Linked DNA regions of Mus musculus: regions 2, 3 and 4 are each linked to region 1. The links are chromatin contacts, called in public promoter capture Hi-C maps. All regions are on one chromosome and are shown on one strand. Each heading gives the region's core, a stretch centred on a gene start, on an enhancer-like site or on the middle of the called end of the contact. The rest is flanking DNA. Distances are from core to core; before and after follow the strand shown. Region 1 holds the start of S100a11 (S100 calcium binding protein A11). Region 2 holds the start of S100a14 (S100 calcium binding protein A14). Region 3 holds the start of S100a8 (S100 calcium binding protein A8 (calgranulin A)). Region 4 holds the start of S100a9 (S100 calcium binding protein A9 (calgranulin B)).

The links. Promoter capture Hi-C pulls out the DNA fragments that hold promoters and counts their contacts.
Region 2: a promoter capture Hi-C map of trophoblast stem cells shows a contact between it and region 1, with 6 times the contacts expected there. The contact joins the promoter of S100a14 here to the promoter of S100a11 in region 1. A contact is called at or near these places in 7 of 39 promoter capture datasets (cranial neural crest, frontonasal cranial neural crest, hippocampal neurons and 4 more).
Region 3: a promoter capture Hi-C map of neutrophils shows a contact between it and region 1, with 6 times the contacts expected there. The contact joins the promoter of S100a8 here to the promoter of S100a11 in region 1.
Region 4: a contact with region 1 is called in a promoter capture Hi-C map of neutrophils, with 5 times the contacts expected there. The contact joins the promoter of S100a9 here to the promoter of S100a11 in region 1. A contact is called at or near these places in 4 of 39 promoter capture datasets (cranial neural crest, hippocampal neurons, liver and 1 more).

What each region holds. Positions count from the first base shown.
Region 1 is chr3:93,517,467-93,522,847 of GRCm38.p6, reverse strand. It overlaps S100a11 (S100 calcium binding protein A11), which reads right to left and starts at 2,352. Exons shown (of 3, transcript NM_016740.3): 1 at 2,295-2,352.
Region 2 is chr3:90,524,068-90,529,448 of GRCm38.p6, reverse strand. S100a14 (S100 calcium binding protein A14) reads right to left here and starts at 2,600. Exons shown (of 4, transcript NM_025393.4): 1 at 2,550-2,600; 2 at 2,156-2,277; 3 at 1,589-1,735; 4 at 612-1,371. The coding sequence starts at 2,185. The coding sequence ends at 1,234. It overlaps S100a13 (S100 calcium binding protein A13), which reads right to left. Exons shown (of 4, transcript NM_009113.5): 4 at 4,868-5,096. The coding sequence ends at 4,953.
Region 3 is chr3:90,666,847-90,672,227 of GRCm38.p6, reverse strand. S100a8 (S100 calcium binding protein A8 (calgranulin A)) reads right to left here and starts at 3,157. Exons shown (of 3, transcript NM_013650.2): 1 at 3,126-3,157; 2 at 2,546-2,709; 3 at 2,194-2,389. The coding sequence starts at 2,686. The coding sequence ends at 2,261.
Region 4 is chr3:90,693,077-90,698,457 of GRCm38.p6, reverse strand. It overlaps S100a9 (S100 calcium binding protein A9 (calgranulin B)), which reads left to right and starts at 2,737. Exons shown (of 3, transcript NM_001281852.1): 1 at 2,737-2,790; 2 at 3,161-3,325. The coding sequence starts at 3,173.

The sequences.
Region 1 (5,381 bases), core at 1,103-3,602:
AGTTGAGTCATCCTGGTTGAGATCTGTTCCCAGAATCCAGAATTGATCCGTTGTGCTCCCCCTAGTGGGTAGCAGCGCAACTGCAGGGTTTCCTAGACCCTGTCAACCACACCCTGACACTTTCTCGCTTGATGTTAACTATGATTTGTATGTATGTATGTATGTAATTTAGTATTTAGTTTTTGACTGCTCTCTAAGACGGACTTTCTGGATACGAAAGTTGGAAGCTTTCAGGCTGTGCAACAGCACATGCTAAAGATGACAAAAGCTGGCAGCCCCGCAGCCTCTCTTCCTAACACCTATCTTTCTTTTTCTTTCTTTCTTTCTTTCTTTTTTTTTTTTTTTTGTTTTTGTTTTTGTTTTTGTTTTTGTTTTTCGAGACAGGGTTTCTCTGTGTAGCCCTGGCTGTCCTGGAACTCACTCTGTAGACCAGGCTGGCCTCGAACTCAGAAATCCGCCTGCCTCTGCCTCCTGAGTGCTGGGATTAAAGGCGTGCGCCACCATGCCCCGTTCCTAACACCTATCTTAAGCAGCTTATTATCAAAATTGCACTGCTGTGGCTCACTGCACCTAGGAATGCCCAGAGTACCTGAACCTTCTTCTGGAGATAAGTTCTTTCTAAAGAGTCTGAAGGAGAGAAAACTATTGGTAAGTTAGGGGGGGGGGGGGGGGGAAACACCAAACACCACAGCCTAGAAACAAGTGTTTACACAACATGCTCTTCCTATCAGAACTAAAATCTAGCTGCCTTATTAGTGTGTCACATGATAGCAGGAGAGTTGGCACGGAGGACTCGCTAGACTGGGGAGGAGGTTCCAGGCCTATAGATGCTCCTTTCTTCTTTCCCTTAGAACAGAGGGCTCAGATGGGAAGGTTTTGCCCATGTGGAGCAGCGGCTGAAAGAGAGGGCACGGCCCACACCATCGCCCTTTTGCATGATGGGAACAGTGACAGCAAGGAAAACCCCACTGTGAAAGGACGCAGTGAGATCCTTTTAAAACGCAACCTAAACACCCAACGTTCCAGGGAAGCTTCCCCTTGACAGAAATATGTGAAAAAGAGGGAACCACACCAACTATCTCTTTCTCAACCAGCACCAAAGCTCTTCCTTCAAGTGTTCAGGGTCTCATCTATCTCCTTTCACCTCATAACCTGTTGGTGCTGGGCCCTAGGTACCCTGTGTGATGAAAAGGGGAAGAAGGAAACAATAAGTAGGAAGTGATGAAAGACTGACACACCAAAGCAGGGGTCCGCAAGCTTTCTGTTGCTGTTATTTGCAATAAAGGGACAGCTGTGGATATTTTTTAGCTCTTTATGCTCCATAAGATCTTATCACTCTTGCCATAGTCAGGCAGCAAGGGTGAGGATACATAAAGCAAAAGGGTGTGGCGGTGCCTGTAAACTCTATACATTTGATTTTCATGCCATTCTCATGCATTACAAGGGATTCTTTTCCTTTTGAATGTCTTCCAACCATTTAAAAACATAAAAATCTATAATTAGTTTGGGACTAGGGCAAAAACGCACTTGGGCCTCTCTCCAACATTTGCTGATCCTCTTTGAAGAGTCAAAGGAAGGGGTAGATTTTGGAGGGGATGTGAATTACTGGAAACATTTTTTAAAGAAACGAGGGGAACTGAAGTAGCAGGTAGGAGACAGGCAGGTGATGTAGGGAGTGGCTAAAAAGATGGCTGGGAGTGGAGTAAGGGGGAGAGGAAAAGAGCGAGCTGGGAGGGACTGGCCTCCTCCCACATTCCTGTCTGTGGTTCCAATGGCTGCAACAGGCTCCGGTTTCTCATCTGTATGTCTTGGCTGTTTGCCTGCGGTTTCCCCGCAGCTGAGTCCCCCAGAATTCAGGAAGGCTACGTTCTGAACCGCTTTCTTTCTAGTCTTCATGAACGCCTAGCGACGCTGCCCCAAGTTCTCACTGAGTCTGCAGCTCTCTGGCGGCCGCCACTGGTTGGGTTCAGGGGCTCACGGCCCCAGGGAGTCTAGCGGCCGCACCCAGCCCGGGCTCAGGCCAGTTAGGCAGCCGCACCCAGCCTAGAACTTATTTTGCCCGGGAGAACAAAAGACCGCCGTTTCTCCCCACAGGCTGTTATTAGGGTGTAATTTTAGGGCTTCCTCGTGCCCTCCACTCTTCTCTAATTGCCTCCCACAGTTTCATCTTCCCGATCCATTTTCTGCCACGTCCACACGTTAGTCCAAGATACACCCAGCCAAGAGCATGCGTAGCTCTTTGTTGTTTTCATTAAAAAGAAAAAAATCTAAAAAGTTCAAAAACTTATGCTTACCAAGTTGAGGAGCGAGGTCCGGCTGCGACTGTGGCTGACGGTGGCTGGGACAGGAGTGGCGGTCGGGGTCCGGGTCCCGCCCCTCAGCCTGACTCAGGCTGTGCCCGCCCCGGCCCCCGCCCCTCCGCAGGCCTCGGCCTGTCCCCATGTCGGTGCTCTAGACTCAGCTCACTGGTTGTAGTCCCTGTGACTCAACAGGTCTCTGTTCCTCTCTCCCTGGAATCTCAAAGATTTTTGGCTTTAGGGGAAGTCATGCCCCTAGCTCTTTTTCTATGCACGTGTCCATTTGCAGTTCAGGTCAGATAAGCAGAAAGAATGTGAGTCGTGCTCATCAAGTAGGTCCCTAGGAGCTGGGGCTGTCCTGCTACACTGAAGAAATTTAATAAACAGTTGTGATTTTTTAAATTTTTCTGACACGTGGTATTCCTGAGTAGCTAAAGCTGACTTTGATTCTCTATGTAGCACAGGCTAGCCTCAAACTTAGGACCCTCCTACCCCCGCATCCCAAGTGCTGGATTATAGGTGTGCACCATCTGGCCTACCTAAGGGCAGTGATTATTGCCAACAGAATATTGGTGATTATTGTCTAGAGATAATTTTCACCCTGCTTTCAAGTTTTAAAATGACAGTTAAGAAAACTCTTGCAGCTAAACATCTCCCTGTGCAAGTGCGGCATTTTCCTGTCTGTGTTTCAATAAAGTTGGGAATTGTATGACAAACTTCCAGCTTCTAATCCTTGGTCCACAACATCACTGCAGCACTTTTGGCAAGTACTGGCCCCTCTGAGCTTCCATTTTCCCATCTATAAACAAGCCATGCTGCCTTCACCACTTAGTAAAGGCACGTAGAATGTCTATCACATAGAGTGATGCCCTTAAGGAGACACCCCCCGCCCCAAAAAAAAGAACAACTTGCAGAGTAGATGTGAATAGGGCATTGTGTGAATGCTTCCTGGTTTCTGCTCCCCCAATTTCACCAGTCACAGTTCCTGTCTCTTGTTTAGGAACCCTTGAAGTCAGACATGGTGGCCCTTGCCTATAATCTCAGCATGTGCAAGGCTGAAGAGGGAAGACTACTGCAAGTTCAAGGCCAGCCTGTGGCCTACCTAGTGAATTCCAGAACGGCTTGGGTTACAGAGTAGGATTTTGTCTCATAAGAAAATTAGAATCCAAACCAAAACAAACACTCTTGTGTTTCCAACAATAATTCAAAAAATAATTAGATCCACCCTCTTTCCATTTCTGCCGATGATGTGACCATTTTCCCATTTTCCTTATTTGAAAACATTAGCACCATGTTTTTAAAAAAATTACTTTCTTACACGATTTTCTAAAATCATGGCCCTTGGAATTTCAGCTTACTGTGTGCTTGGACCCACCTGTCCTTCTTCCACACCTGCACTGATAGAGTTTACATCCCCACTCCCTTTTTCCATTGATTTTGCAACTGGGCCCTTGCCCTCCAATAAAAACATATTTAATCAATAAAAACACATTTTCCCAATGTGCAATTTTGATTGATTAACTGCTTACTTTAGAACAAAACACACAATAAAAGAAACAAAGTAACTTACTAATACTTTTATACCAAACCAAACTGCTGGGGACAGAAAGATGGCTCAGAGGGTAAGGGTGCATCCTCCAAGCCTGTTAACCTGGATTTGATCCCTGGAACCCAAATAGTAAAAAAAGAGAACCAATTTCTACATGCTGACCTTAAACCTCCACATGTGTGTTATGGTGAGTGCCCCCCTAATAATTAATAGCAAAATAAATATTTTTTAAAACCCAAATTTCTTGGCCTCTTTGTGTCCCTGAATAACCTGTTCAGCCTTAATGAATAAGCTAAAATATCAACTATTCCTTTGATTGCATTTGAGAACCTACTAATTGCCAAGCATTGTTCTGGGATCTGCAAATATAAACACTAGTGTGCTACAGTGCCTGCCTTTGAGAACCTCCATGAACAGATGTCACACAGATGTTACTGGGGCATTGTAGATGGCACTAGGATTAGTTAAGATCTTAAATCTATGTGGGAAGTTTTCTGTATGAGGGATTGCTTTTTCTAGAGGAAGAACTGTAGCTTTCGCCAGATTCTCAAAAAAAAATCTATAATACAAGTTATTAAAGAGCCATAAGTCTAAGTTACTCTATACCCTACTCCTGGGCATGTCCACATCATAATCTCTTTAAAGGGAATATACCTCACTTACAGCCTCTGCTGAAGGGGTAGACTCGGTGACCAAAGTTTGCATGATTTGACCTTGTGCCCATTGTCATAACTGATTGTACTCAAGGCCATCCAGTACATAGGATGGCAGTGGCAAAGGCTTCATGATAAGATGAGATGGGACATATCAGGCCTCTATTCTTGCTTGGAAGCTGGAATTTGGATCACATACAGACTTTGAGGCATAGAGAGAACTAGAAAGTCAGGACAAATTGGAAATACGAACAAGACACCAAGAATAAATGGGAACTGGGAGATTTAGAAAGAAGCATGCCATGCGGCAGAGAGAAGAAAATAAGTCAGCTGGGAACTGAGAATAAAGAAGGCTCCTGTGGGGCTGAATAAACCCTGAGGAGCTCTGGACCAAGTAAATGTGAAGTGTTCAGGACTAGTTGGGTGGTTAGCCTCATCTAGGGTTGCCTGTGGTCACTTTCCAGGGCAGGCTGATGGGGCCCAGTGCTAGGTTCAAACCAAGCTTTTTGGAAAAAGGTAGTCAGACCAAGGTTGGCAAATAATGAGTCAATCAAAAGGGCTAAGGTGTGTGTGTGTGTGTGTGTGTGTGTGTGTGTGTGTGTGTAGCTAAGTTGGCAACAAGAAACAAGAATGAGATAATGGTGAATGATAGGACAAATCAGGAAATAAATGTGGGAATTTCCAGAGTCCAGGGTAATTCTCATATATATGCAACCTGTTCTCCTCTTTGTGGACTGAATGAATCCTTAAGTATGCATTCAGGAGTGTGATAAATGTACTGACAGGATTATGACCAGCTACAGCGGCATTGCCGGAAAGGAAGTGAGTAATCTACTCTGGGAGGATAAGGGGAGTGTCATAGACATTCAAAAATGGGTAAGA
Region 2 (5,381 bases), core at 1,351-3,850, 3.0 Mb after region 1:
CCTCATATCTACCACAAAAACCTTCTCCTCAACCATACCTAGGATCATTCACGTCCTCACTTTCATTCAACCTCCACCTACTAGGCACACATTGTGTCAGGCTTTCTGGCAAGTATTCCATGTGATGGGTCACATCCTTCTCCTATGAGAGGACTATTCACCATTCCCATGAGGAAACGCACCATAACAGAGTGCCCAGAGTTCAAAGCTGTGAGTAGCAGAGTTGGGAATCCAAACTCCAGCCACTCAACCTGTTTCTAAGTACCTATTTCCCTTCACATTAGTCAGCTCTGCCCCAGGACACATGGTTCATTCCTTTCCCCAGGTATGCATACATGTGTTTTTATCTCCTATCAGAGGACCAGCCCTGGAGAGGCAAGGAGGAGCCTGTCTCTCTGAGATGCATACCTTTCCCTAGCTCTTAGCGCTGGGACCACCCTCAACCCAAGTCCATGGGATGAAGTGAGTGCCTAGTCTCTTCTACTGCCAACCACTCACTCCATCCTCATATCTCCCACCTACCGATGACTCTGCCATTGTCCCAAAGAACCCCACATCCCTGGACCCTGAATACTGGGCAGAGGAGAGAGATAAAGAGTCAAGACAACGTATTTTACATTTTCCAATATTTTTATTAATCAAATGATATAAAATAACTACCATAAATGCCCAAGCATCTAGCTGGTCCTCTCACCCCAAAGTGATGAAGTCATGCCCTCCTCAGCCTCTTTTGCAACTCTGCTCCTATTTCCCCTGCCCCTACTCAGGAACAGACACTGGAAGGAGGATGGGGCAGAGCTGGAAGCAGCAAGGATAGCACAGGGCAGACAACTACAGTTTAGGTGGGACAAGATTAGAAGGGGGTAGGTTCTCAGACACCCTTTTCAGGACCAAATATGCAGCCAGATTCCCATCCCTGCTCTTTGGATCACTTCCATAACCCAGTTCCTTTCTGCCCTTCCCCTACTACCAAATTGCTTGGCCCTTACCCTTCCAGGATCCCTGCATATCCTCTCCAGCCCCAACCCACCCCCTGAGCTCCCTTGAGATGAGGACTTCTGGACCCAGGAGCTCCATGGAGCCCACAGGGAAGCCTGTCCTGAACGTGAACATTGCAGCAATGAGGAGAGGTGCAGGCTGGGGAAGGGGGTGGTGGGCATTGAGGGTTTTATTTCCAGTGCCTCTAAAACTCCCCTATCCCCAACACCCCCAACAAGTTCCAAGTAGAAGTCCTCAGCTCCGAGTAACAGGCCTCTCCATCTTCACACTCTTGGCTGCTTCTCCAATCAACTCCCAGAAGCTTCCAAACTCCAGTTTCGAGTCATTACAGTTGCCCAGGTTGGCAATTTTCTCTTCTAACCCACAGTTGCTCTGAGGACAGGAAAGACATCAAAACTCAACAAGGCAGCACTTCCAGATCTTCCTGCCCCACCCTGGCCTGGGGCAAGTAGTAGGACAGGAACCTACCAGGTGTCCACAAAGGGGAAAGATACAGGGTTCCCAATGCCAGTGGGGTGGGGTCCTGGAGCACTAGCTTGGGAAGTCAGGGGTATGGGTGGGGGGTGGGGAGGGTCCACTCCCTCAGTACCGGCATGAGGTGTGGCAGCTGCTGGGTAACCAGGTCTCGAAGCTCAGCAGGGGTCAGTGTTTCCTTTTTACCCGCCACAGAGTATTTATGGAAGTTCTTGATGAGTGTCTCAATGGCCCTCTCTACATCACTGAATTCTTGGGCATCCTGAAGGAGATACAACCCACATGAGGAGGGCCCACCCACCCTACAAAACCCTTCTCAGGAGCCTGGAAAGTCAACAGGGTAGAAAGTGGCTAGAAGACACTCTAGAGGCCAGAATCCTGCCCACTCCCTCTCCTCTGGCACAGCGTCTAGGGCACAGTGGCCTCTGCCTTAAGATTAGGCAAGCCCTACACCCCCGATCTCAGGCAGGGCAGGCTCTAGCATGTGCCCAGACATCCTATTTCCAGAAGAAATTCATTTGCATCACCCTGTGTAGGCACAAGGGAGGGGATTTGGGACTTGCTGGCAATATCTACAGGCCAAGGCCTAGGAAGAGAGCAGAATTCAGTGAGGGGGCGCAAACCCTCATAACAGAAGAGGTGAATGTAAGAACAGAAAGACAGGCCAGATGAACGGGCCCACCTCAGCATTGGCTGACCGACACTGTCCCATCGTTCCTGGTACACTGGTCCTTCCTTCTGTGAGTTGAGTTTTGTCGTCTGTCCTATAGCCTGCCCCACAGGAGCTGATGGATCATGATCTACCTAGAGGAGGGGGAGACCTAAGGTGAGAAGAAAGCTCATTCTTCTTTTTTTCACGACCACGTTTGGCTCCACCCAACATATGCCTTCACCTTCACTGATCCAGCCCCTGACAAAGCCACAGCCCCCAAGCCAACTCACTCAGAGGGAATCCCCCTCAGCTCCATTCCTTCCCACCTCCTCCAGCCACCCCTGTAAGACTTGGGCAAGAGAGGCATGGGTTGCTCCCTGGAGAAGGACAGCCCATCCAGGTTGAAGGCGCTGAGCTTTCTTACCTGCTGGCAGCTGGGAGACAGGATGGAGGAGCCAGCTCACCTGAGCTCTGCTCTTATACCTGGGGGAAGGGAGGGGAGACGGGGCAGGGCCAGGGCCTTATCCCTCAGCCACCCCAGCTATTGCAGCCTCCTGGGCTGGGAGCCAGCTTTATGAGCCCCACCCTCTACAGCTCTAGAGTCAGTCCCCACCCCTATCATGAGGAGGAAGCCGTGGAGGGCTGGGTACGGGATGCCCCTGGCGCAAGATCACCTTACAGAGTCACAGGGAGAGGAAAAAGAAAAGCTAGGGAGATGCAGAGGGGATCTTAGCTAGGAGGGTAAGAACCTGAGGCAGCTATGATGCAGGGGAGCAGAGGGGGTCGACAAAAGAGAAGCAAGGGCTGATCAACGGAAGCTTATGGAAGGAGAAGCTTGAACGAGGCCCATGGATCTCTGTGCTTTGGCATCTCTCTTCTCCTCTCCCTTCCAACTAGAGCTAATTTGGCTTGGATCACTCGGGCCTGCTGAAACCTAGAGTCAAGCCTCTCAGTCCTGACAGCCTAGAGATGAAAGGTTGAAAGGAGAGGCCAGAGGAGTGTGTCCCAGTACTGGGAAGGCACTGAGCCTTCACCTGAAGTCCTGCCAGCACCCTGCAGCAGCCCAGGGTGCACATGTGCAAGCTCAAAGGAGTTACCTGGCAGGTAACCACCTCTCCAAACTGGTTACACTGCTACCTCCTCCCTCCTTCAAAGTCCTACCCTCTCCCTGAACGGCATCTCAATACCAGCCCTCCAAGCTACTACCCAGGCACCCCAGGGGAAACCTAAACTGTATTTCCTAGGACTGTGACTAACCCAACTAGCCTTCCTACCTGCCCAGGACCTAGGGCCTAAAGCCACAGGGAAGCAGAGACAGGTGGAAGGACAGAGGAGTCAGTGGAAGGATTGCATGGACCTAGAGTCAAAATTCCCTTCCTTACTCTGAAATCAGAGAATATGCCCAGACAGTCTTCCTGTGTCACATGCTGGAGGGCTCCTGTATTTCTGGTCTCAATCAGGGATTTGTCTACATGTCTCATTTAGAGACCTCTGAAAGGCATCAATCTGGAGACCCTACAAGGGTCTCGTCATCTGAAGGGCCAGGAATTCGGAAAACCTCTCAAATGTGTCTACCGACATCCCTCTGGGGTCCCTCTGGGGCCTCTTTCCTGCCTCTTGATGGGGAATTTGTCTCTGCTAATTTTTCTCTGGTTGACTAGCTGCCCCAAGTGGACATCCACAGTTACAGCAGTGACAACCCAGGGCTTACATCACTGCCACACCCCTACTCTCTCTAGTGGTGAGTTATACAAAACACTTGCTCCTCAAGTCAGAGGATACTTGGGAGGGAAAACTCTGTCCCTAAATGCTCCAACTACCACAGCTCCCTCTCCCTGTCATATTTGAGCAATATTTCTCCAGGCCAGTTCTAGCCATTCTTGTCTTCGTAACCTAACCTCCCCAACAATGTTTCCTCAGAGCCAGATGGAGTAATGCACCTGTAATCCCAGCACCTGTGAAGTTGACGCAGGAGGATTGTTGAAGGTAGCAAGACTCTTATCTTTAAAAAAACAACAACACAAAAAAAAAAGCAAGCTAAGAGAGGGCTAGGGGTATGGCTCCTCCCAATTGCCTAACATGCAAGATCTTACTCTGATCCTCAACACTGTAAAAATTAATTGAATTAGCCTTAACAGCTGTGACAGTTAACTAGGGTAATACAGATGAAATGTTTAGCGATGTTCATTATTACCATTACCAGCTGAAGAACAAACTCTAGGAGTTATATGGGGGAAACTGGGAACTGGAGACATGGAGGCGAGTTCCAAAAGCTGCCTTGCCTGCCTCAAATATCTGTACTTTTTTCACTCATCAACTATGTATTTATTGAGCATCTACTTAGTGCAAGATCTGTTGCTATGTCACACATGCTCAAGGACCTGAGTTCTGTCCTCAACAACAGGGGGACAAAAATAAAAATAAAAATAAACCACATAGTTCTAGATGTTGTAGGATATTTGAATATAAACCACTTTCCTTGTCTTCAAAGTACCCATAATCTTCATGTTTTCATCTCAGGTAAAGATATAGCTTTCCCAACTCCCAGTCTCAAGAAAAGAAATCAGGGTGGTGTATATAAATAAGCAACTGGGGCTGGTGAGATGGCTCAGTGGGTAAGAGCACCCGACTGCTCTTGTAACAAGATCTGACTCCCTCTTCTGGTGTGTCTGAAGATAGCTACAGTGTACTTACTATAATAAATAAATAAAATCTTTTAAAATAAATAAATAAATAAGCATCTGTGTTTCAAGAAGAAAGCTTTATTTGGGGGCAGGGGTGGAGTGCTGCCTGGCTCTGCCCAACAGGTCCTGCTGGACAGCAAGCTTTACTTCTTCCGGATCCCCAGGGCCTTCTCCTTCCTGACTTCCTTTGCCAGCTCTCCAATCAGTCTCCAGTATTCACTGAACCTCAGCTCTGAGTCCTGATTCACATCCAAGGTCTTCATCTTTTCATCTAGAGAGCCCACGTCCTAAGAAGATATAAAAGGCAAAGGTTAGAAACCAGGGCTCTCGGGGCAGGGAGAGAGAGGAGTGCAGATGCCTTCCCTCAGACAGCGCCAGCACCTACTCCTGGTCTGGAGGTCTCATATCCGAGGGACACGAGCAGACACTATGGCTGATCGTAAACTACCTTCCTCCTTCACAAAACACTACCGCCATTGCTGCTCATTTTCATCGCCCTGATGCCTTCTCAGTTTAGTCACCACCCAGGAGGTCAGGGGAATAGCAAAAATACCAGGTTATCTGGTTTTCTA
Region 3 (5,381 bases), core at 1,908-4,407, 2.9 Mb after region 1:
CTGGTGGTCCTGGGTGGAATAAAGAAGACTGAGCAAGACCCAAAAAACAAGCCAGTAAGCAGCACTCCTCTGTGGTCCTCTGTGGCCTCTGTATCAGTTTCTGCCACTAGATTCCTACCCTGACTTCTCTCGGTAATGGACTCTTACGTTGAAGTATAAGCAAAATAAACCTTTTCCTCTCCAAGTTGCTTTTGTTCATGGTATCTTAATACAGTGATAGAAACCCTAACTAAACTTCTTCCTTTAGAGTTATTTGATCATGGAAGTCTAAGCAAGTTCCAAAACAATGTACAGTGTTGCTGTTGCCCTTGACTGTCTCCCAGAGACAAATCCCCATTGCTGAAGACATCACACACTCCAAACATAAGAGTTGGAGGAATCAGTCTGAGTCTGACGTATAAGCCTCCTCTCTGAAGATGAGCTTTCATGGTACAGGAAGGCACTATGATAGCGGACAAAGGAGGAAAACAACCAATAGTCCCAACCATATGTGAGGCCTGTGAACTGCAGCAATGACCAGTCTGGTAAGATATCCCCAAAGGTGCAATAGTGGCACTTCTTATCTTGTCAGTGACCAACAATCATCTATTGGTCCACTCAACTGGAGGTAATACATCCTTTATTGTAATCCTAGCCATCTACTTGTGGATGATAAGATCATAGACCCTACAAGAGATCCCACAACTGCCATTTCCTAAAGCCAAAATGATTTCTAAGTATATTCTAGATGCTTATCCTTCTACCCACAGATAAGTGTGGCTCTTATCTCTGCTCATTCAAGAAGCTTGTGTTTGCAGCAGACAGAGAACATTACAGAAGTCACAACTAGTCAAATGCATACAGAGAATAAATGGTGTTAGGGTACCCAGCACCAAATGATACATCTGTAACACAACTCCTACACATAAGGCTCATGAAACATCACAGAAAAGGTTCAGAAATACCGTTAAGAGCCAGAGGATTAAAATGTCTACTGTGGAATTGTGTCTTCTATATATGACAGGGAAACTGCTCCCATAAAATATCAACAATATTTAGGCTGCCTAAACAAGACCTGAACAATTACGATACCAATTGACATGACAACATAAATGGGAGAATAGGTTCCCACCCCTAGATGAAGATCTATAGGCAATTAATAACTGCTAAGAGGGATTACAATAAATCTTCAAAGATGAGTCCACTGAGTGGTTATCTAATACCAAGTGGACAGCCCTAAAAACATATGAGCAATCCTAATTGAATTCATCAGGTTGTATTTATATGTTTATTCTTATATCTATCTGTAACAATTATAATTAAAGAAAAAGAGACCATGTATTTGAGAGGCAGTTGAGAGGAAATGACGTGGAGGAGATTGAAAGGAGCAGAAGGAAGACAGGAATGATATAAATACAGGACACATATAAAATTTAAATGTTTTATTTAAAAAATAATAAATTTTTTTAAATTAAAAAAGAAAATTCAGTTTAATGGCTAAGCTCTGGTGAAAGGTCTCCGAGTTCCTCATTTTACCAGTCCCTAGGAAAAATTCACAGATGTAATGATGGCAAAGGTCAACAGCTAACAGATGACCATAGCTGTCCTTTGAGCTTTATGAGTGCACTGACCTATCTACTCATTCCTGTATCATTTAACTGAGTTGGAAGTTTGGAGTAAAAATGGAAAGATCACTACGATATGGGACCAGATGTCCCTAGGAACCAGATGTACTCCTCTAGTGCCTAAGGTAGGACTAAAAACCATCCACCTACCCCAAGACAGAAAATCACTCCTCTCTCTCTCACCCTCCCTCCTTCTTCCTTTCCTCCCTCCTCCTTCCTCATATACACACCTTTCATACCTATCCTACTAATTTTCAAAAAGTCACATCTAAGACATTTAACTAGAAACTAAGTTATGTGCACAGCATCCGTTTGCCTAGAATCCTCCTGTTTCCAAATCTCCCATTTGGGATAAACCAGTAAAACTACCAAGTCTAAGTTACAAACTTTGGGAAATTCCTAAATCCTAGAACCACTGGTTCAAAGTTCAGGGGCCAGAAGAGACTGAGAACAATCTGGGGGTTGGTGACCAGAGGAGCAGTCATGGGAAAGGACTGGACCATGGAGAACAGTAAGGACCAAAACAAGACAGTTCTTTCCAGTTTTCCATCCCTTCCTTCACCCCCAGGAAAGACAAGAGACTCAAACAGACCTGAGATATGATGACTTTATTCTGTAGACATATCCAGGGACCCAGCCCTAGGCCAGAAGCTCTGCTACTCCTTGTGGCTGTCTTTGTGAGATGCCACACCCACTTTTATCACCATCGCAAGGAACTCCTCGAAGTTAATTGCATTGTCACTATTGATGTCCAATTCTCTGAACAAGTTTTCGATATTTATATTCTGTCAAGAAGAATGGGGGGGGTGAGTTCAGACTGTATCAGAGAAAAGTAAGCGAGGACTATCTGTGGATAAGTATTGGCTAACTGCAGAAAGCAACTTGGAGGGCTAGCCATCCCAGCACCATTAGAAAACCCTGAGAACATAGCACCTCCTCACCTGCACAAACTGAGGACACTCAGTAGTGACCATTTTCTTGAAGTCATTCTTGTAGAGGGCATGGTGATTTCCTTGTATATTGGAATAATTGTGGTAGACATCAATGAGGTTGCTCAAGGCCTTCTCCAGTTCAGACGGCATTGTCACGAAAGATTTCCTTTCAACTGAAAGGAAAAGTCGCAGAGGGATGGGAGCTGCAGTTACTCACGGCAGGGTGACAACTGAGTGGGCATTCAGGTTTTTAACCCAAGAATGGGCTTTGACCTGGCCTGTACCACTCAGATAACTAAACCCAGAAAATGGCTCTATCTCTGATGGGAAGGGGTAGGAGAGAGCATTGGAGAGACTTTAGTACACACACACACAAGTGTAGCAAATTCTCCACACTAAACACTTCCTGCCCTCTTCTGCTAGACACTGCTAGAAGGCTCTACGCCATTCCACTTCCTTTATCCTCAAGCATTTGATCGGTGCTGGAGACTTCCCCACGCTTTCTCGCCCTCTCAGAGGAGGCTACTCTATCCCCCAACCCTCGCTAAGGAGAGCCTACACTGTGAGACAGTCACATAGCCCTACTTACACGATGTCTTGAAGACGGAGCTGACAAAGGATATGTGAGGCTAAGTGTCAGCTGCTTTTATAGAGGAAAGCTTGGCCAGCTGCCCACAGCCTCGGGCTATGGAGACAACGCTCTTCCCTTCCAGAGTTGCCACAGCCTCTGTTTCCTAACCAAGTCCATGTGGCAATCACTGAGTACAGTGAGCATTTCTGAGTCTGAGGAAGTGGGAGTGTTGGAACATTTACCAGACAGGAGTACCCAGCAGGAAGAATCAGGATGGGGCATGGCAATAAGTCCATGTCTAGGCCCCTGGCACCTCATCCCTGCATCTAAACAGACTCTCAATCTTAACCCTCTCCTAATTGGATCCATTGCTGATCCAATGCCTTCATGTCCAGTCTACCTCTGAACTGAACTGAACTGAACTGAACTGAACTGAACTGAACTGAACTGAACTGAACTGAAGGTGTATGCTTCTGTATGAGTGTGGGTGCATAGAAAAGACAACTTCTCCAAGTTCTCAAAGTACCAAAGACCTCAGAAACATTGCTGGTTCTAGCTACTGGATATTAGTAAAGTTTGGAGTACTGCTATGGGGTTCTATTTAGATGGGTAGGTACAGTCTTTGGAGGATAGCTGTATTCCCAAGAGTTGGACAAATTCCTAACCTGCCCGTGACTCTTAATGGTCATTCTGCTCTAAAAGCTAAGGATGTCCTGAGTCTTTGGATGTAATTCCTGGTCTTCATTCTGTCCACCCTCAGCTGCCACTAAGTCACTGCATGATAACAGTAGAGACCCTTTCAGCCTCTCAGAATGGTCACTGTACCTTTGTCCCCAGGAGCCTGGGATGAAGAGAGGAGTGAACTCTAGGATGGTGAGGGGTCAAGTATTTTGGAGAGTCCATGTGAGTCTCATGCCCAAGGGAAAAAGAAGAGGGGCTTATTCCCAGGAATTCATAGGTGCAATCCCCAAGCCCAGTAGAATACCACTCGAATTAACTGGCTGCCAGTTTATAGAGGTCTATGGAGTATTTCTCATATGGGTGGGTTTCATCCACATTATCTTACAAAAGCTTCATAATATGCTTCTCAGGAAGGCAGAGAGCTGAACCAGCCAATGTACAGACGAGGAAGCTGAAGCCCAGAAAGGTGGAGGGAGTCAACCAATTTCCCAGTCCAAGTGTGTCAGAATTGCAGAGTCCCTAGCATGATCTGACAAGAACTAGAGGTGATGGGGAAAACTCATCCCTTCTCTCCTTCAGATACCAATCCTGGTTCTACTTCAGCACCCAGGCCATCAGAGCTGTGGTAGCTGATCTTTCCTATTGGTTCAATGGGATTCAGACTCACCATGAAAACAAATCTCTGGGCATATGTGTGAGGGATTGTCTAAATCAGGTAAACTAAGACAGGAAGATCCACCTTAAACATGGGCAGTACTTTTCACAGGTTGAGGTCCTGTTGGAGAACAGGGTATTTGCCCCCTTGCTCTCTGATTCCTGACTAGAAACACACTGTGACAGCTGCCTCTTTTTCTGTCTGCCATGCATTTCCCATTCTGATAGACTGTATGCTCTGGAATTGCAAGCCAAAATAAAGCCTTCTTTAAGTTGCCTTTGTCTGGTTTGTTGTTGTTGTGGTGGTGGTGGTGGTGGTGGTGGTGGTGGTGGTGGTGGTGGTGGTAGTGGTGGAGGTGGTGGTGGTGGTGGAGGTGGTGGTGGTAGTGGTGGAGGTGGTGGTGGTGGTGGTGGTGGTGGTGGTGGAGGTGGAGGTGGTGGTGGTGGTGGTGGTGGAGGTGGTGGTGGTGGTGGTGGTAGTGGTGGAGGTGGTGGAGGTGGTGGTGGTGGTGGTGGTGGTGGTGGTGGTGGTGGTGGGTTATTACAGTAATGAGCCAAGTAACAGTTTCTTGGGGAAGTGGGTGAATTAACCTCTCTCCTTCCAGTTTCCACTGCCCACTAGATTCCAATAAGCCACTTCCTTCCACTATAGCTGTGTGACCAAAGTTGAGCCAATTAATCATCCTCTTTTGCTTTAATTACATCAAGTATTATATAAAGATTGAAAACATACTATATCTTCAACTCCATGAAAAGAGAGAAGTGTCTTGTATTTTGTATGTGTACTTGTATTTGTATCTCATAATGGATTAATATTTAAAATATTAGAACCCTGAAAATTCAAAAGCAAAAATAAAACCATCCCAAAAAGGAAGTGAAAGGGGGATTAAAGTAGATGTTTCTCCATACTGTATACAAACACCCAACAAGCATTTGAAA
Region 4 (5,381 bases), core at 1,488-3,987, 2.8 Mb after region 1:
CCATCTCACTCCAATCACAATAGATATCATCAAGAAAACAAGCAACAGACATAGTGACACATGCATTTAATCCCAGCACTCTGAAGGCAGAGGCAGAGGCAGGTGGGATCCTGTAAACTCAAAGCTACAGAAAAAATCCTGTCTCAAAGAAGAAAAAAGAAGGGAAAAAGGAAGGATGGAAGGAAAAAGAAGGAAAAGAAAAGAAAAGAAAAGAAAAGAAAAGAAAAGAAAAGAAAAGAAAAGAAAAGAAAAGGAAAAGAAAAGAAAGAAAAGAATACTGGCATGAATATGAGAAAAGGGGAACTTGTTAGGAATGTAACTTAATCCAATTACTATGCAAATCAGCGTGGAGATTCTTTATAAAGCTCAACCTTGCTATTCCCGAGTTTATAGCCAAAGGCATAAAAGTCATCATACAATTTACATAACTGCACATCTATGTTTGTTGTGGAACTATTCACTATAGCCAACATATACAAGTCTGGGTGCCCAACAATAGATGAGTGAATAAAGAGAATTGGTATACACGCATAAGAAAGTATGCTGGTGAGGATGTGGAGAAAGAGGAACACTCCTCCATTGCTGGTGGGATTGCAAGCTTGTACAACCACTCTGGAAATCAGTCTGGCGGTTCCTCAGAAAACTGGACATAGTACTAATGATAGATCCAGCAATACCTCTCCTGGGCATATACCCAGAAGATGTTCCAACTGGTAAGAAGGACACATGCTCCACTATGTTCATAGCAGCCTTATTTATAATAGCCAGAAGCTGGAAAGAACCCAGATGCCCCTCAACAGAGGAATGGACACAGAAAATGTGGTACATTTACACAATGGAGTACTACTCAGCTATTAAAAACAATGAATTTATGAAATTCTTGATCAAATGGATGTATCTGGAGGATATCATCCTGAGTGAGGTAACCCAATCACAAAAGTAGTCACTTGATATGCACTCACTGATAAGTGGATATTAGCCCAGAAACCTAGAATACCCAAGATACAACTTCCAAAACACAAGAAAATCAAGAAGGAAGACTAATGCATGGATACTTCATTCCTTCCTAGAATAGGGAATAAAATATCCATGGAAGGAGTTGTAGAGACAAAGTTTGGAGCTAAAATGAGAGGTTGGACCATCCAGAGACTGTTCCACACAGGGGTCCATCCCATAATCAGCCACCAAATCAGGCACAGTGCCTGGCAAATACAAAAGTGGATGCTCACAGTCACCTATTAGATGGAACACAGGACCCCCAATGTAGGAGCTAGAGAAAGTACCCAAGAGCTGAATGGGTCTGCAACCCTATAGGTGGAACAGCAATATGAACTAATCAGTGCCCCCAGAACTCATGTCTCTAGCTGCATATGTAGCAGAAGATGGCCTAGTTGATCATCATCAGGAAGAGAGGCCCCTTGGTCAAGAAAACTTTATATGTCCCAGTACAGAGGAAAGCCAGGGCCAAGAAGTGGGAGTGAGTTTGTAGGGGAACAGGGCGGTGGGAGGGTATAGGGGACGTTTGGGATAGCATTTGAAATGTAAGTGAAGAAAATATCTAATAAAAAAAGTCAAAAGAAAGAAAGAAAGAAAGTATTCAGCCATAAAGAAGAACAAATTGTACCATTTGTAAGAAAACGAATGGACCTAGGGATTATCATGTTAAACATAATAAACTAGACTCACAAGACAAGCACTACATGTTCTCTCTATATGAAAATTAAGGTTAAAAGAAAAAGAAAATGCAAGCAAAGTAAGGGCTGAGGGTGGAACCCTTGATGCCCAGCCCGCTGCCCCTGCCAGGCTACTAAAGAAACATTGCTTTCTGATGCATGTGTAAAGGGTGACTTAATTAACCCCTGCCCCCAGGAAAGGATGTGAAAAAAGACTATCAGAGAGGTACAAGGAGAAAAGAGGAATAGAGAGATGGGATAAGAAAAGAAAATAGAAGGAAATTTTTTATCAAAATATATTATATGAAAGTCATTGTTCTGTTTAGTTGTTATAGGCTAATAACAATCATTTTTTTTAATCAGCTACCTTCTAGGATATAAGTTCCTAGGGGACATAAATGACAACTGGGAATAGGATTTGGAAGAGTGACACTGAGAACCACTGAAGATAGCTCCCCTCTCAGATGCAAGGGGGAGAATGTAGTAGTAAATACCCTTAAAAAGAACTGGGATGTCTGAGTACAGCCCCTGCTAGGTCACATGCTAGCTAAATGATCTTAAGTCCCCTTCTGAACATAACATTCCTCTCCATTGGGAAAGAGCTACCACCTCTGAGGAGCTTCTTAACACTAATTCCATTCAAGAACGCCATGAGGACCCCCTCACCCTTCCTCAAAGGAGCCAGGAAAACACATGAGAAGGCTCAGACCATAAACTCAGGGGATAGAGCCAGAATGAGATGGCCACAATGATTCGCCTGCCACCCTCTGTATATTACAAGTCAGGACAAGGAAATGAAAGGTATCAAAGATGGCAGGTAGGCTGTCTTGCTTAAGATTTGGGCGGGGAGGGGTTAGGGGGAGGTTGGATGGAAGGGAAGTGAGCCAACTAACCAGTTTCCCCCCAAACAAGCTCCAAGCCCAGGGCTGGGAATTTCACAAAACATCAGAGCTGTGTGAACATTTCCTGCCCCACCCCAGCTCCCTGACTGTCAGAGTTACCACACTGCTCACCTGTGAAGCAATCTTCCCCGAGATAACCATGTATCTAACAAGGAGCTGCCTATAAATACTGGGCTTACACTGCTCTTACCAACATCTGTGACTCTTTAGCCTTGGTAAGTAAGCTTCATTTTCCGTGGAGAGGAGTCTCCCTACTAGATCTTTTGTTCCTTCCCTTGGCCAACTTTCCTCCAAGCCTTCCTCTTGAAGCCCTCCTAGGTTGATCTATTCATTTTATATCTTCCTTCACTTTTTCTAAGAATGTTGTGCTATAAAATATTTTTGTTTTTTGCATTCCATCAATAGTCAAAATTCTGTTTTGTGTATATGTGGAGGGAAGCTGTCTCTCCATTATGTAGCACCCTACCTGTTCTTTTTATTTTGTGCTCCCCTCCTTATCTTGCCTAACAGTGGCCAGAGACTAGGTCAGGGAAGCTTGGTATCCCATTCTTTTATTTGTAACTTTTGTTTCCCCTATTTTCAAAGAAGAGCAAGAAGATGGCCAACAAAGCACCTTCTCAGATGGAGCGCAGCATAACCACCATCATCGACACCTTCCATCAATACTCTAGGAAGGAAGGACACCCTGACACCCTGAGCAAGAAGGAATTCAGACAAATGGTGGAAGCACAGTTGGCAACCTTTATGAAGGTGAGGCTTGGCTTGTGAGAGAAGAGGGTGCAATCTGCAGCAGTCTGAGAACAAATTCTAGCACCGGGGGCAGTAGGGCTCTGCCATTAGAGGCACTCAAAGTTAGCCATGAGTCAGGAAATGGTTCAGTTGAACATCTGCAATGTGTGGTGCCCTATTTGGGGCAGAGGGCTGCAGAGATGATCTAGGAACCCATATCCCAGTGTTGGTGACACATAACTTTAAGAACACAAGGGAATTCAATGACCTAAGAGTTGGGAGGATGGTGAGACAGTTCTGTGGATAGTCTGGGAATGAGTGACTATGATTTATAGATAGATAGATGAAGAAGAAGAGGAAGAAGAAGAAGAAGAAGAAGAAGAAGAAGAAGAAGAAGAAGAAGAAGAAGAAGAAGAAGAAGAAGAAGAAGAAGAAGAAGAGAAGGAGGAGGAGGAGGAAGATAGATAAATGATAGATTGATAGATAGATAGATAGATAGATAGATAGATAGATAGATAGATAGATAGATAGATGATAGACAGAGAGACGAATAGATATACCGACAGATAAATAAATAATAAATAGATAGTAGGAGCCAGGCAGTGGTGGCACACACCTTTAATCCCAGCACTTGGGAGGCAGAGGCACGAGGATTTCTGAGTTCGAGGCCAGCCTGGTCTACAGCGTGAGTTCCAGGACAGCTGGGACTACACAAAGGAACCCTGTCTTGAAAAATCAAAAAAATTAAAATTAAAAAAATTTTAAACAATAAATAGATAGTAGGTAAGGAGAAAGAGAGAGACAGAGAAAGAGCCTTTGAGGGAGTAATACTTTAAATGAAACCTAGTCCCTGGTTAAAGACTCAAGGGATCTTAAAACAATGAGATGACAGGTTCAGTTAGTTCCTGGAGAAGGAAGTTAAAACCCACTACCCTTCAAGATGGGCTTTATTACAATAGAGATCATCAAGACGATGAAGGCCATAGTCCAGCCTTTAGGTAAAAGAACTTTTATATTCATTGTGAGGACATTAAAGAAAGTAGCATGAAGTGAAAGAATAGCAGAGATGGCCACCATGACCAACATGGAAGGGGACAACTAAAAGGAGGGGGGAGAGTGTCTGTGTGTGTGTGTCAGAGTCAGAGTAAGCCTTTATTTTTTATAACTTTTCCGCAGAGAAGTGTCCATAATATGGCTAGCCTCTGTCGGCTGGTCCCCTGCCCAACTTGGGACCAAGGAAAATCAGAGAATTGTCACTATGGGAGGTATTAGGGGCAGAGATATCTCTTAAGTGAGTACATCAGACAAGCAAGATACTGATTCAGGGTAAACAGAGGTTGCACTTGAAGCTATGTTAGAAGATACCTTCTCTGTGACACCCCCCCATGGGCTTTACTTCCTATATTGACATATTCTACCAGAACCATGGAAACAGGAACCTCAAACGTAAGTTACTCATGAACTACTCAGTTTGTGGAAAGGGGTACTGCTTAGCCAGGGTGTCCCAGCAAGTGAGTGCAAGCCTTGCAGCTAGATGATAGTCAGCAACCACATCTTGATCTTTTCACTTTATCTGAGTCTCCATCAACTGTATCACACCCTTTGTGGTCAGCAGAGCAAACTATGCTCTGCCCCTTTAAGACCCCGTGCTGCCTGGTTTCTTGGGTGCCTCCTCAACTAAGTAGACTGAACAAGCTTTAACAACTAGTTGCCTCCCAGAAAACGACTGGGGTGGGGTATGACTGCAAGAGATACTGAGAAGAGTAGGGGAAGAAAAATCCTCCAGGAGGAAAGAAAAAAAAAAAGAGCCAACAACCTGTGTAGTACTGTGCCTCAAATCAAATCCAGATTTATATCTCCTCTCCTCTACTCCCAGGGCCAACGACCTACAAAAATGACCTACCTTTTAGAAGGTGTTTCCATTTCTATTTGTTAAAGTAATTATAAGGATAAACAATGGATATTTCTATATTTATTAATTGCCTGGCCTTTGAGATGGCAAAGTCCTAGTGCCCACGGCAGAGGGCTCTCTGAGGAAAAAATGAAAAGTGTTTAGCAAATGTTTAGCATCTGCTCC